Regions from separate parts of the Mus musculus genome. Here region 1 is linked to region 2. The links are chromatin contacts, called in public HiChIP or PLAC-seq maps. All regions are on one chromosome and are shown on one strand. Each heading gives the region's core, a stretch centred on a gene start, on an enhancer-like site or on the middle of the called end of the contact. The rest is flanking DNA. Distances are from core to core; before and after follow the strand shown.

Region 1 (5,261 bases), core at 2,500-4,999, 100 kb after region 2:
ACACCTGCCAGGCAAGTCCTCTATGGCTGAGCTACATCCTCTGCCCCTCCTCCTTCTATATCTGGTCTCCCTGTGCAGCTAGAGCTGACCTTGAATTTGGTATCCTCCTGCCTTGTTTATCTTACAGGCCTGCACCACTAGGTCTGGCTCGCGGGGAAGTTGTAACACAACATGGCCACGTGTCCCTACAAGAGACAGGGCAGATCCCCGTGCACCAAGAGCACAAGATACTTATTCAAAGTCAAAAGAGGAGAGCAGGGCAGGGTCCCAGCACAGGAATGACAGCAATGAGCAGAATCAAGACAGAAGCAACAAGAGGGAGAGAGTGTAGTTGTCAGAACTGGGGCCAGCCTGGTCTATTCTGAAATAAGCAGGTAAAATGAAATGGAAACAACCAACCAATCAACAACAACAAAACGAAGACCCTGGGAGACCCTCTGGCTGCCTAATGTGGTTGGTGGGGCTATAGCAGTGTGTGCTCCTTAATCTGCCATTTATGTTAAAGAACAGAAATCCAAGTTCCTAATGAACAATGCATGAAGCTACTGTGAGCCAGGGGTGTGAGGTCTGCCTGTACCTTTAAGAAAGGTCAGAAATCAGCCCCAAAGGAGGAACAACAATATAAACTAACCAGTACCCCCCAGAGCTCCCAGGGACTAAACCACCAACCAAAGAGCACACATGGTGGGACTCATGGCTCCAGCTGCATATGCAGCAGAGGATGGCCTAGTCAATCAATGGGAGAAGAGGCCCTTTGTCTTACAAAGGCTCTATGCCCCAGTGTTGGGGAATGCCAGGGCCTCAAAGAGGGAGTGGGTGGGTTGATGAGCAGGGGGAGGGGGAAGGAGATGGGGGGGTTTCAGAGGGGAAACTGGGAAAGGGGATAACATTTGAAATGTAAATAAAGAAAATATCCAATTTAGAAAAAGGGGGGGTGCTGGTGAGATGGCTCAGCTAGTAAGAGCACTGACTGCTCTTCCAGAGGTCCTGAGTTCAAATCCCAGCAACCACATGGTGGCTCACAACCATCTGTAATGAGATCTGATGCCCCTCTTCTGGTGCGTCTGAAGTCAGTTACAGTGTACCTATGTATAATAATAAATAAATCTTTAAAAAAAAGAAAAAAGAAAGGTCAGAAATGCTTATAACTTATAATTGTTGGTTTAGTGGGTCTGTCAATAATGAAGATTTTCTAGCTATTGTAATGGTGACAGTGGGGATGGAATGATGACAGAAGAGACCCCCCCACCCCGCTTCCACCCCTCACCCCGTCAAGAACTGCAAACAGGGAATTACAAGAGCTCCCTGGTGTCCCGTCTGCGTGTGCTGCAGCCGGGATGGCCACAGGTAGTTGCCTGGATGTAAAATATGGCTCCCTTTTTACTTTCTCTGGGAATGGAGCCAATTGCTTAACCTTTCTGAGCTTTTATCTATAAAGCTGAGAAGAGGGCTACTTTACAAAGCTGTCGTGAAGACTGAGTGAGGACACGTGTAGAGGGTCACACCTTGACACAGACGTATTAGCTTCTGACCGCCGACCCCCAGAGTAAGTGTTAAAGTAAGGCGATAAGTCAAAGGGCTCTGGACAGTCCCGTGCGGCAGGAGAGACTGCAAACCCAGGGGACAAGGGGAGGGGAGAGCAAGCCCCAAACTGTCGGGATGTCTCGATGTCTCCTATGTCAGAGCTGCCCCAAAGCACCAGAGCTACTTGCAAATGTGGAGCCAAGGAGAGGTGTAAAGTAGAGTAGAGGAATGCATATCAGAGCTAGCTAAATCAGACCGCATCTCACATTACCCTTGAACACCCCTCTCTCTGAGCTGGGGATGACGGCAGCCATCCTTAAGGAATGGCTCTGAAGATTAAATGGAACCCTATATGAAAAGTGTTCATACATTTTTGTGCCCACAGCTCTGGGCACACGTTGTCCCTGTGGAGACCCCTGGGCTCAGGGACCGCGCTGCAGGACGCAGTGACGTTAGCGGTTAGTCAGCAGCAGAATCTAGACTAGGGTCAAGGATGGCCGGTCCTGTGCTGCGAAATCAAAATCACACTTTGTATTCATCCAACCTCACTTCACGCTGGAGCCTACGCTGCGTGCCTTCTGGGTGAGAGAGACTCTAGTGCACTCTCCTGAAGGACATTCCGAGTGAAACCATGTTCTTCCCCCACAGACCCAGTTCCACAGAGCTCAGCAGTCTGCACATTCAAGTAACGTCACTGTTGCTCACTGCACAGTTCTGGTTCCTCTCGCCAGCTAAGCTAAATATTTTTCTCACTTCACCCCTGAATGTACTCTGTTTTTTAACAGCGTATTAAGTTTTTTTACCAAAGGAAAATGAAAGCGGAAAAAAAATTAAAAATTTAAGTTCTGGGCTGGAAGAGATGGCCCAGCACTTAAAATCACTATGCTGCTCTTGCAGAGAACCCAAGTTCAATTTGGGGTACCCATACCTTGCAGCTCACAGTTGCCTGTAACTCTAGCTCCAGGGGATCCAACTCCTCTGGTCTCCTTGGGCACTTTGTATCTCTCTCTCTCTCTCTCTCTCTCACACACACACACACACACACACACACACACACACACACACACGGCTACTTGAAAACATCTTTAAAAAACAAAGCAAAGTCCTAAGTTCTATTTGTAATCAACAAACCTGTCTACTGCAGGCTACAGATCAAGTGAACTGGATCTATGTGCAATGCAATGGCATCTATTCTCTGTGAGCTGGAGTGAGGGGCCCTTTCTCACGATGGTTAAATTGTGTTCGCCGGGGTGAGGTAAGGAGGACAAGGAGGGAGACAGGTGCGATTGTTAAGCTTTGTGCTGGGTGTGTGGGGTGCGGTCTCTTGAGAGTCAGCTCCAAGAATCAGCAGGGGTATGAACTGGCAAAGAGAAAAGCGGGGTGATGGTTCTCACAGTATCCCCAGCACCTCAAACCAAAAAGCGAACACCCTAAAATTAAAATACCTATGCTCAGACCCAGGGATTGTGCTACAGTCCAGATCCTGGCTTTTGGGGGGGGGGGTCAAGGGATGTCACTTGATGAAGTTCCAAACTCAGTCTAAGGTTCTAAGAGAACCTCTGCTTTGGGGTGAAGATCAGATGGTGAGTCTTAGCTAGTCCTGTAAGCTCAGAAAGTCAGGCCTGGGGGAAATCCTACCTTCCTGATTGTGAAGAAATCGTGGCTTTCTCTAGCTTGCCTACAGTGGGAGCAGAAGCACTGAGCTGTGGGTATGTAACATGCCTGGGGAAGATTAAGGTAAGGCTCGGGAGAGAAAGTCCTCCAAGGACCCAGAGCAGAGTTGCTGAATGCTAACACTGGAATTCAGAGCTAAGAAGCAATGAGAGATGTTGGATTATGGCACCGAGGAGCCGCAGAAGATAAAGAAAGTAGAATGAGTCTGAAAGCGGACAGCTCTGCGCTCTGGGGTTAGCGTGCTGCCCCTGGTGAGGTTCGCCTTTGGTTGGACCTGTGAGGGGCACATTTCCCATGCTACCTCTGTGCCACAGGGACACCTGCCCTGCCACAGGCAGAGTAGCATGCGACTTTACTGGGCACCACTAGAGTATAGGCATTTCAGACTCAGAGTTTGGGTGTTTGCCTATGATGGGGGATTCTTCCAGAAACCAATGTAGGCATTTCTAGTATACAGAGAGAGTTTGGAACATTCCTTTCATTATAGTCTGTAGGGAGTGGAGAGGAGGAGACGTCTCAAAGGGGACCAGAGTTAAGGTGTGGAAGCCGGTGGCTAGAGACCAGACCAGGAAGGAAAGAGTCAGAATGGACCGGATTGGGGTGGGTCTGTCCATACTCTGAGACTAGGGCCCAGGGATGGATAACCTTTCACTTGTTCCCTTCTGACCCTTGGAGATTGAGTTGAAAGCCCCTTAGCCCCTGCCTCACAGGAACAATAATTACTCAGGTAAAGAACATAGTAGGATTGATGGCATCCAGGATAACTGAGTTTTTGTTTTTTGTTTTGTTTTGCTTTAATGACAGGGTTTCTCTGTGTAGCCTTGGCTGTCCTGGAACTCACTCTGTAGACCAAGCTGGCCTCGAACTGTTTTTGTTTTTTTAAGATTTATTTTATGTATATGAATATACTGTTGCTCTCTTCAAAGAGAGCATCGGATCCTATTACAGATGGTTGTGAGCCACCATGTGGTTGCTGAGAATTGAACTCTGGACCTCTGGAAGAACAGCCAGTGCTCTCAGCTGCTGAGTCATCTCTCCAGCCCTGACAATTGAATTTTACTAGTTTAAATTCCCTTTTGTAATTTATTCATTTTTTATTCTTTGCTACCACTGGAGATTGAACTCAAAGCCGTATATGTATGTTAGTCAAGGGCTCTATCACTGAGTCACACCCCCTAACGATCATTTTTACTTTTTAGATGGAAATCCCGACTCAGAGCTACATGAACTAAGACATCCAAAAACCATTTTCTAAACAGTAAGAGTATGCATGAACAAAATACTATTCTTTTTTTCTCTGTAGAGTTTAAGAAATAGAAATGTGAGAAAACGGCACTGGGCTCATTTCCCTGCTGAAGAAAGTTCTTGAGCACAATGAGTTGACGTCAGACTTGGTAAGGAGGAGGGTGATGTTGGTCTAGGGATGTGCTGGGTGGGCTATTGGAACTGACCTGAACCGTAGCTCAGCCTACTGCAGTAGGAAGCTAGGTATAGAGGGTGGTCCTGATGCTGTTCTCCAATTGGTTCTTGACCTATCAATAAAGATGCAAGGGGCCAATTGCTGGGCGGAAGGAAAGAGGCGGGACTTCTGGTCCCTGGAAGCAGGCAAAGGGACACAGGAGAGGAAGAGGATTTTCATATTGCTTAGGAGTGAAGAATAAAAATAAATAAATAAATAAATAATGACTGCCCTGAGAACATGGGCCCCGGCCCCCGGCCAGATGGCCTAATTCCCCGGAACTTTTGGGAAAAACAACCATAGAATGTTTCAATGTCCCAGGTGCCTTGAAGTAAATATCCGCCCCTAGACTTCCCCTATTTCCTCTCCGATCCTCCCCCTAGGTTGTGTTTTTTTGCCATTTTAAGCCTGCTGGAAAATAGGGTCGTGGTCGGACTCCTCTACCCCTCCGTGGTGTATGGGTCTCGACCTCAGCATGCTGGTTTGTGTGCCATTAAAACCTCGTGTGTTTGAAGCAAGCTTGACTGTTGTGGCTTTCTGGGCTCGCGATTCCTGAGACTGGAGTGAGGGTCTCCCTTCGGGGGTTCCTTCATGAGGAGGAAAA
Region 2 (5,933 bases), core at 2,364-4,863:
CATGCGTGGCTCACTGAAATATTTACAATTAAAGATGTTCAACTGGAGAGATGGCTCAATGGTTAAGAGCACTGGCTGATCTTCTAGAGGTCCTGAGTTCAATTCCCAGCAACCACATGGTGGCTCAAAACCATCTGTAATGGGATCCGATTCCTTCTTCTGGCATGTCAGCTGCTTACATACATAAAATAAATAAATCTTTAAAAACAATAAAAGAATGTTCATATAATCCAAAAGGAACTAATGTCCTTTAAGACTAATGGTAGGAATATTCAAGATTAGAGAGAATTAAGCAAAAATCAAATTTCTCAGTTTTTGAAAAACAATTTCTTATTGCAAATATATTCTACAGTCCCTCTTCTCTCTAAAGTTCACTGTTAAACTCTCCTTAAAGTTAAGATATTTTAGGGAGCTGGGTGGTAGTGTAGCACACCTTTAATTCCAGCACTTGGAAGGCAGAGGCAGGCAGGTCTCTTGAGTTCAAGGTTAGCTTGGTCTACAGAGTGAGTTCCAGGCCAGCCAGAGCTATAACAGAAAAATCCTGTCTTGAAAAACTGGGGGGGGGGGGGATATTTTAGGGGCTGGCAAGATGGCTCAGCAGTTAGAGCACTTGCTGCATACGCCTCGGGATGTGAGTTTAATCCCTGGAACCCATGAGAAGTTGGGAAAAAGATTCCACTCCACAGAGATGCTCTCTGCCTTCCAAATACGGATCCCAGTACACACACATACATGACACTAATAGCAAACTCAGTGATTATTTAAAGTATATTTGAAATAAATGAAACTGCAAAACTTAGGGCCGGTGCCTGACAATGACAACCCACACACTACATTATCCATTTACTCATTTTAAGACAGAGTAACATGCAAGCAAGTGCTCTATCACTGTACTACGCCCCTTCCTCATCATGGTTGGTTAGTCTATCATCCTATTCATGTTGTCACAAAAAACAATGAAACGTTTCTCCAAGCAGAGGACAAATGACTTCTTGTCATCTCTCCTTCTTTGGTCCCTGTCTTGGTCTACCATCACTAATCACACCAGAGTGACACCGAGCAAGAAATAGTTAAATATTTGGGATACAGATGTAAATATTTGGGGTATTGGGTACAGATACAAATGTAGGGGGTGGGGAGATGGCCAGGATTTTTTTGTTTTTGTTTATTTGTTTGTTTGATTGTTTTTGAGATGAGGTCTCATGCAGCCCAGGCTGGCCTTGAACTCACTATGTAGCCAAGGCTAGCCTCATTCTTGTGATCTTCCTGCCCACCAGCTCTCAGCTTTTTACAGAAGAGCATTTTCTTGGTTACATAGAATCCTCCCTCTGGCAACAGGCAGGGCCAGTGTAGCTGCTGCTGCCTCTTCTGACTCCATGAAAGTTTGCCTCCACCGGGGAGCTGCGTGAGCCACCTGAGACAGCTTACCTTGTGTAGGCGCAACACAATGCTGTCAAGGCCAGAGTCTCCAGGCAAGAGATGACCTTGCAGTGCACACTCAGCTTTGCCTGGAACTGAGAACTGTTGCAGGTCACTAGGCCTGCCTCTTAAGTGTCAGAATCGTTCCCATAGGGAGATGCTATGGCTGTCTTCATATTGTTACTTTAAAAAAACTTAGCAGCAACCATAGTGAACCTACTTACTCTGTAATCTAATGGGATAAGTAGACTCCAGGGAGAGAAAAAGCTACAATAGTAGCAATCTGGGTGGTCCAGCCATCTAACCGGCTGTCTGTCAAGGTAACGACCTCCCTCCCTGCCTGTACCACACAAGCAACTTGGGCATCCACTCTCAGGTTAGTAGACGCTTTGAAGGGATCACACTTTAGCGGATGCTGAATCGGACGAGCACAGGTGTTCCTTCCAGCTCTGATCGCCTGTTAGCCATTGAGTCAAAGGACAATTACACAAGCTTCCATTTTGCTTGGTTGTGTAGACCTAGACTTTGGATAACAGATGGGGAAACAGACTTTGAAACTAAAAGCCCAAGAACTAGCAGGCTATTTTTATCAGGTGGTTTTGTGTAAGCCTCGGGTTTTAAAAGTTCCCTGAAAAAAAAAAAAAAGTTGTTTGTAGGACTATGCTTGCTTACCAAGACTCTGGTCGGCAGGATAGATCTTAGTAATCCATGGAGAGCAGGCACCGTGGACACGTGCCTAGGTAGTCAGTAGCAGATCATTTATCAAAGCTTACTGCAGTTCCACAAGGACACCCCCAGGGGCTTCCGTTCCGTTTGCTTTGTAAGGAAATATGGCGGGAATTACAGGAACCTTCACTCTTTCTTGTAAGTTAGAGAGAGGCTGCTTCTGAATGAAATTCTGAACTCACAATTGAGGTGAGACCTCTGTGGGATCCCCCTCTGCTGCACTTGGAGACTTCCTGGGACTCAGAGTCCACCCACTTCCTGCTCCTGTGCCCATCACCAGCCCTGGTGTGCTTTGGGGCAGTGCTGGCTGCAGATGCAGCCCCTTGCTCTCCTGCTGAGGCAGCCTGCTCAGCTGTGAAGCTGCCTTGAAGATCACCTCTGACCAGGCTTAAAGCTCTGAAGAAAGAGGCTCTGAGAGCTCTGAGCTTGCCCCCAACCCCAGTCCCCAGCACGGACATTTTTGTTGTTTGCTTAGTATAAATAAGATCATTTGGATATAAATTCTGTCCCCGCTGTTATTATACAAAAACAGCTTTCCTATCTTTGGACTTTATAAATTTACTGTCTGTATAGCCTTTCCATAACAGAACATAAAACTCTTCCTCTCTGACGTTTCCCATTACGTTTTGAGTGTAAACTTAAAAAAAAAAAATTACCCAGTAAAATTCATTTATTTGGAATCAACCTTTAATAAGATCAGGGAAATCTAGAAATTTGGGCAAAAGTTACATGGACAACAGGGGAGGACTAATACAGGGAGTGAGGCATCTGGATAGTGAGGGCTCTGGGGAAAGGAGGTAGGAAAAGTTTAATCAGAGAAATACTAGAAGAAAACTTGATGAAATCCAGGCTGTGTCTTCAGATTGAAAGGTTCGGTAGGCTGCCTTCCTCACGAACTAGAACACCGTGAAGCCCTTCGCTGTGAAATCTCGAAAGCCCTGGCTATAAAGAGAAGTTTCTAGAAAGCTTCAACTTCCTGTTTCCCTAAGGTTCACTCTGAATTTATCTCTGAATTCTCCCATTACGGTTCCTCTTGTTCTTCCTATTGGAGATGGAAGTTTGTCACATACTCAAAACAATATCTTCTCCAACTTCTGTTTCTCCCTTTTTGAAACAGTTTCTCTAGATAGCCCAAGCTGATCAGGATATTGTGATGTACCCCAGGCTGGCTTTGAATTTTTCATCCTCCTGCTTAAGACTCTCAAATGCTGGAATTACAGGCTTGTACAGTTGGGTTCCTCCTCTCTGCACCATTTCTAAATCAGTTCGTCTCAGGCTGAGAATATATAGACTGTATATGCCGCCCAAGGAGCCATCTCTGCAGTAATCACCTGACCTGGGCAGTAGTCAAGTGTGGATCACATATGCACTTGCCCACAGCCGCCTGACCTCTATTACCAGGCTGTCTGCAGAGACTGGCTCCTACTGGCTCTGGCTGCACTCAACCAGCAGCAGCTTCTGGCTTCCTCCTGCTCATGCTGTCTCAACCCCGGGTGGTGGTAGGAGGTGAGATTAACAGGCAGGCAGCAACTGCCACAACACACACATTTTAAAATCGCCAACACCATTGTGAGAATTCTCTGGGATGAGTTCTTGATGGTACAGCCATCCATACTTCGCTACTACAGGGTGGGGGGTGTGGTTGAGACAGTAAAGACACACACACACACAGAGGGGGGAGGGGGAGAGGGAGGGAGGGGGAGAGAGGTAGAGTGGGAGGGGAAGAGGAACAGGGAGAGGGGGAGGGGAAGTGGAACAGGGAGAGGAACAGGCCAATAAAGAACATCCCTCCATGGCCTCTGAGAGAGGGAGAGAGGGAGAGGGGGAGAGGGGGAGAGGGAGGGAGGAGGGGAGAGGGAGAGGGAGAGGGAGGGGGAGGGAGAAAGACTGACAGCAGATGCAGGGACCAGCTATCATGTCTGATGCTCTGTCTGATTCGATACCTCTCTGATTCGATACCTCTCTCCCGCCTCCTTTGTGTTGTAATGATAATCGTTGTACTGGCTAGTTTTGTGTCAACTTGACACAGCTGGAGTTATCACAAAGGAGCTTCAGTTGAGGAAATGCCTCCATGAGATCCAACTATAAGGCACTTTCTCAATTAGTGATCAAGGGGGAAAGGCCCCTTGTGGGTGGGACCATCTCTAGGCTGGTAGTCTTGGTTTCTATAAGAGAGCAGGCTGAGCAAGCCAGGGGAAGCAGGCCAATAAAGAACATCCCTCCATGGCCTCTGCATCAGCTCCTGCTTCCTGACCTGTTTGAGTTCCAGTCCTGACTTCTTTGGTGATAAACAGCAGTATGGAAGTGTAAGTCGAATAAACCCTTTCCTCCCCAACTTGCTTCTTGGTCCTGATGTTTGTGCAGGAATAGAAACCCTGACTAAGACAGTTGTGTTATGCTCTTCTTGGGGATCATGATAAGCTCATACCTCTGGTTCCTTCTGGAATTATTTCATTAACCAAGTTCCTGTGTCTTTACAGATCAGAGATGCCAGAAGCTAAGCCAACATTCACCTTTTGGTGCATAACAAATGCCCCCCCCCCCCATTAATGGCTCAAAATAATGACTTGTGGTTCTGCAGTTCCGCAGTTCTCTTCTTCCAGCAAGTTCTCCCGGGACTGGTCACACAGCGACTGTCTTTTTCCGAAGAAGACGAGAAGCCAGAACCTCTTCAAGCTCCGGCTTAGGCCTTCGTTAGCCTTTGACCAGCTGCTATTGATCAAAACTGAGTGAAAGATTAGATTCAAGAGGTCCCTAACTGCTAGGAGGGAAACTTAAAGGTTTATTCTGGTCATTTTAACAATGCCATTGTTACAAGGTTTCAGTGGAGGAAAAAAACAGGATTAGAGGAGAAGAGAGAAAAAACCTTTGCTTTCCATTTATGTCGTCCTGTTTTTGTTAAGATATGAAAAATTGTGTGTGCTGAAATATACTTCAGCAACAATAATATTAAAACAGAATTCAAAGGATGTCTTGTAATACTTTAGTTAAACTTAATAATAATCTAACCAGTTTACATTTTAAAGAGCCAAGACACTCAGTCTGGGGTATGCTTTAGGATCTGTAAGACCAGAGTGGCAAAATCTGTTCTAAGGGCTGTGTTTATACACAATGTTCAGCATGGCAGCCTGGCCTTTAACAGTCAAGAGACTTGACTCCCATGTCATGCAGGGTGAATTGGGACTTGGAGAAATAGCTGGGCCCCTGCTGCATGGGCAGCTGGAATTATCACCTTGGACAGAACCACCGCAGTTCTTAAGCTTTAGTCCCCAAAGCAGCCACTCGAAACTGTGTATCTTTGCAAACGCTGGGCTTGTTCTTCATCAGAGTCAAGAATCACCCAGAGGAATTGTCTTCTGTTTTGTTTTTGTTCAGCAATTGGAACACAAAGTAGCAAGAGGCTGAGAGCAGCAGCCTCTTCATTACTTCTGATGTACTCCCCGTTCAGTCTTATCGCTCACCGGTCCTTCGTGACTCCCCAGATTGGACGCTGATAACTTGAAACAATAGACTATGCCACAGATATCCTTACAGATCCCTCCATGACTGATTTTTTCCATCCGGAATAAGCTTTCCTAAGTCCTGCTTGTTAAACATTGGTAAGAATAAGCTGGCTGTTCATTTAATGGTCATTAGAAGCCACCCTGGCCCTTACCAGGAAGGTCAAAGAGGAGCTGCCATCCGATGGATGCCTGATTTAACCGAACAAAGGAAATTGCTTTCACCGTTCACTCTGCCCTTCTAATTGAACTGAATGTCAACTTTCCACTCCATGTTCCCAGCAAACA

What was found. HiChIP or PLAC-seq counts read pairs in DNA pulled down with a chosen protein or histone mark.
Region 1: an H3K27ac HiChIP or PLAC-seq map of embryonic stem cells shows a contact between it and region 2, with 7 read pairs. The contact joins two enhancer-like sites. A contact is called at or near these places in 1 of 15 datasets of contacts at CTCF or cohesin (large pre-B cells), 11 of 484 Hi-C or Micro-C datasets (CD8 T cells, ECoMG myeloid progenitors, adipose-derived mesenchymal stem cells and 5 more) and 10 of 115 datasets of contacts at active chromatin or transcription factors (CD8 T cells, the HPC-7 cell line, acute myeloid leukemia and 3 more).

Annotation. Positions count from the first base shown.
Region 1 is chr15:97,345,564-97,350,824 of GRCm38.p6, reverse strand. All of the region lies in intron 3 of Pced1b (PC-esterase domain containing 1B), which reads right to left. Gm33325 (a long non-coding RNA gene) reads left to right here. Exons shown (of 5, transcript XR_875640.2): 2 at 2,669-2,779; 3 at 4,502-4,592. Among named protein-coding and RNA genes, the nearest start is that of Gm33325, 9.3 kb to the left of the region's middle. Within about 2 kb of position 3,749, at least 20 of the 459 cell types and tissues checked have an H3K27ac peak or open chromatin away from gene starts, as enhancers often do. A contact at or near this core is called in embryonic stem cells and extraembryonic ectoderm, where this site is marked.
Region 2 is chr15:97,446,366-97,452,298 of GRCm38.p6, reverse strand. No RefSeq gene overlaps it. Among named protein-coding and RNA genes, the nearest start is that of Gm41393, 42 kb to the right of the region's middle. Within about 2 kb of position 3,613, at least 28 of the 459 cell types and tissues checked have an H3K27ac peak or open chromatin away from gene starts, as enhancers often do. A contact at or near this core is called in embryonic stem cells and extraembryonic ectoderm, where this site is marked.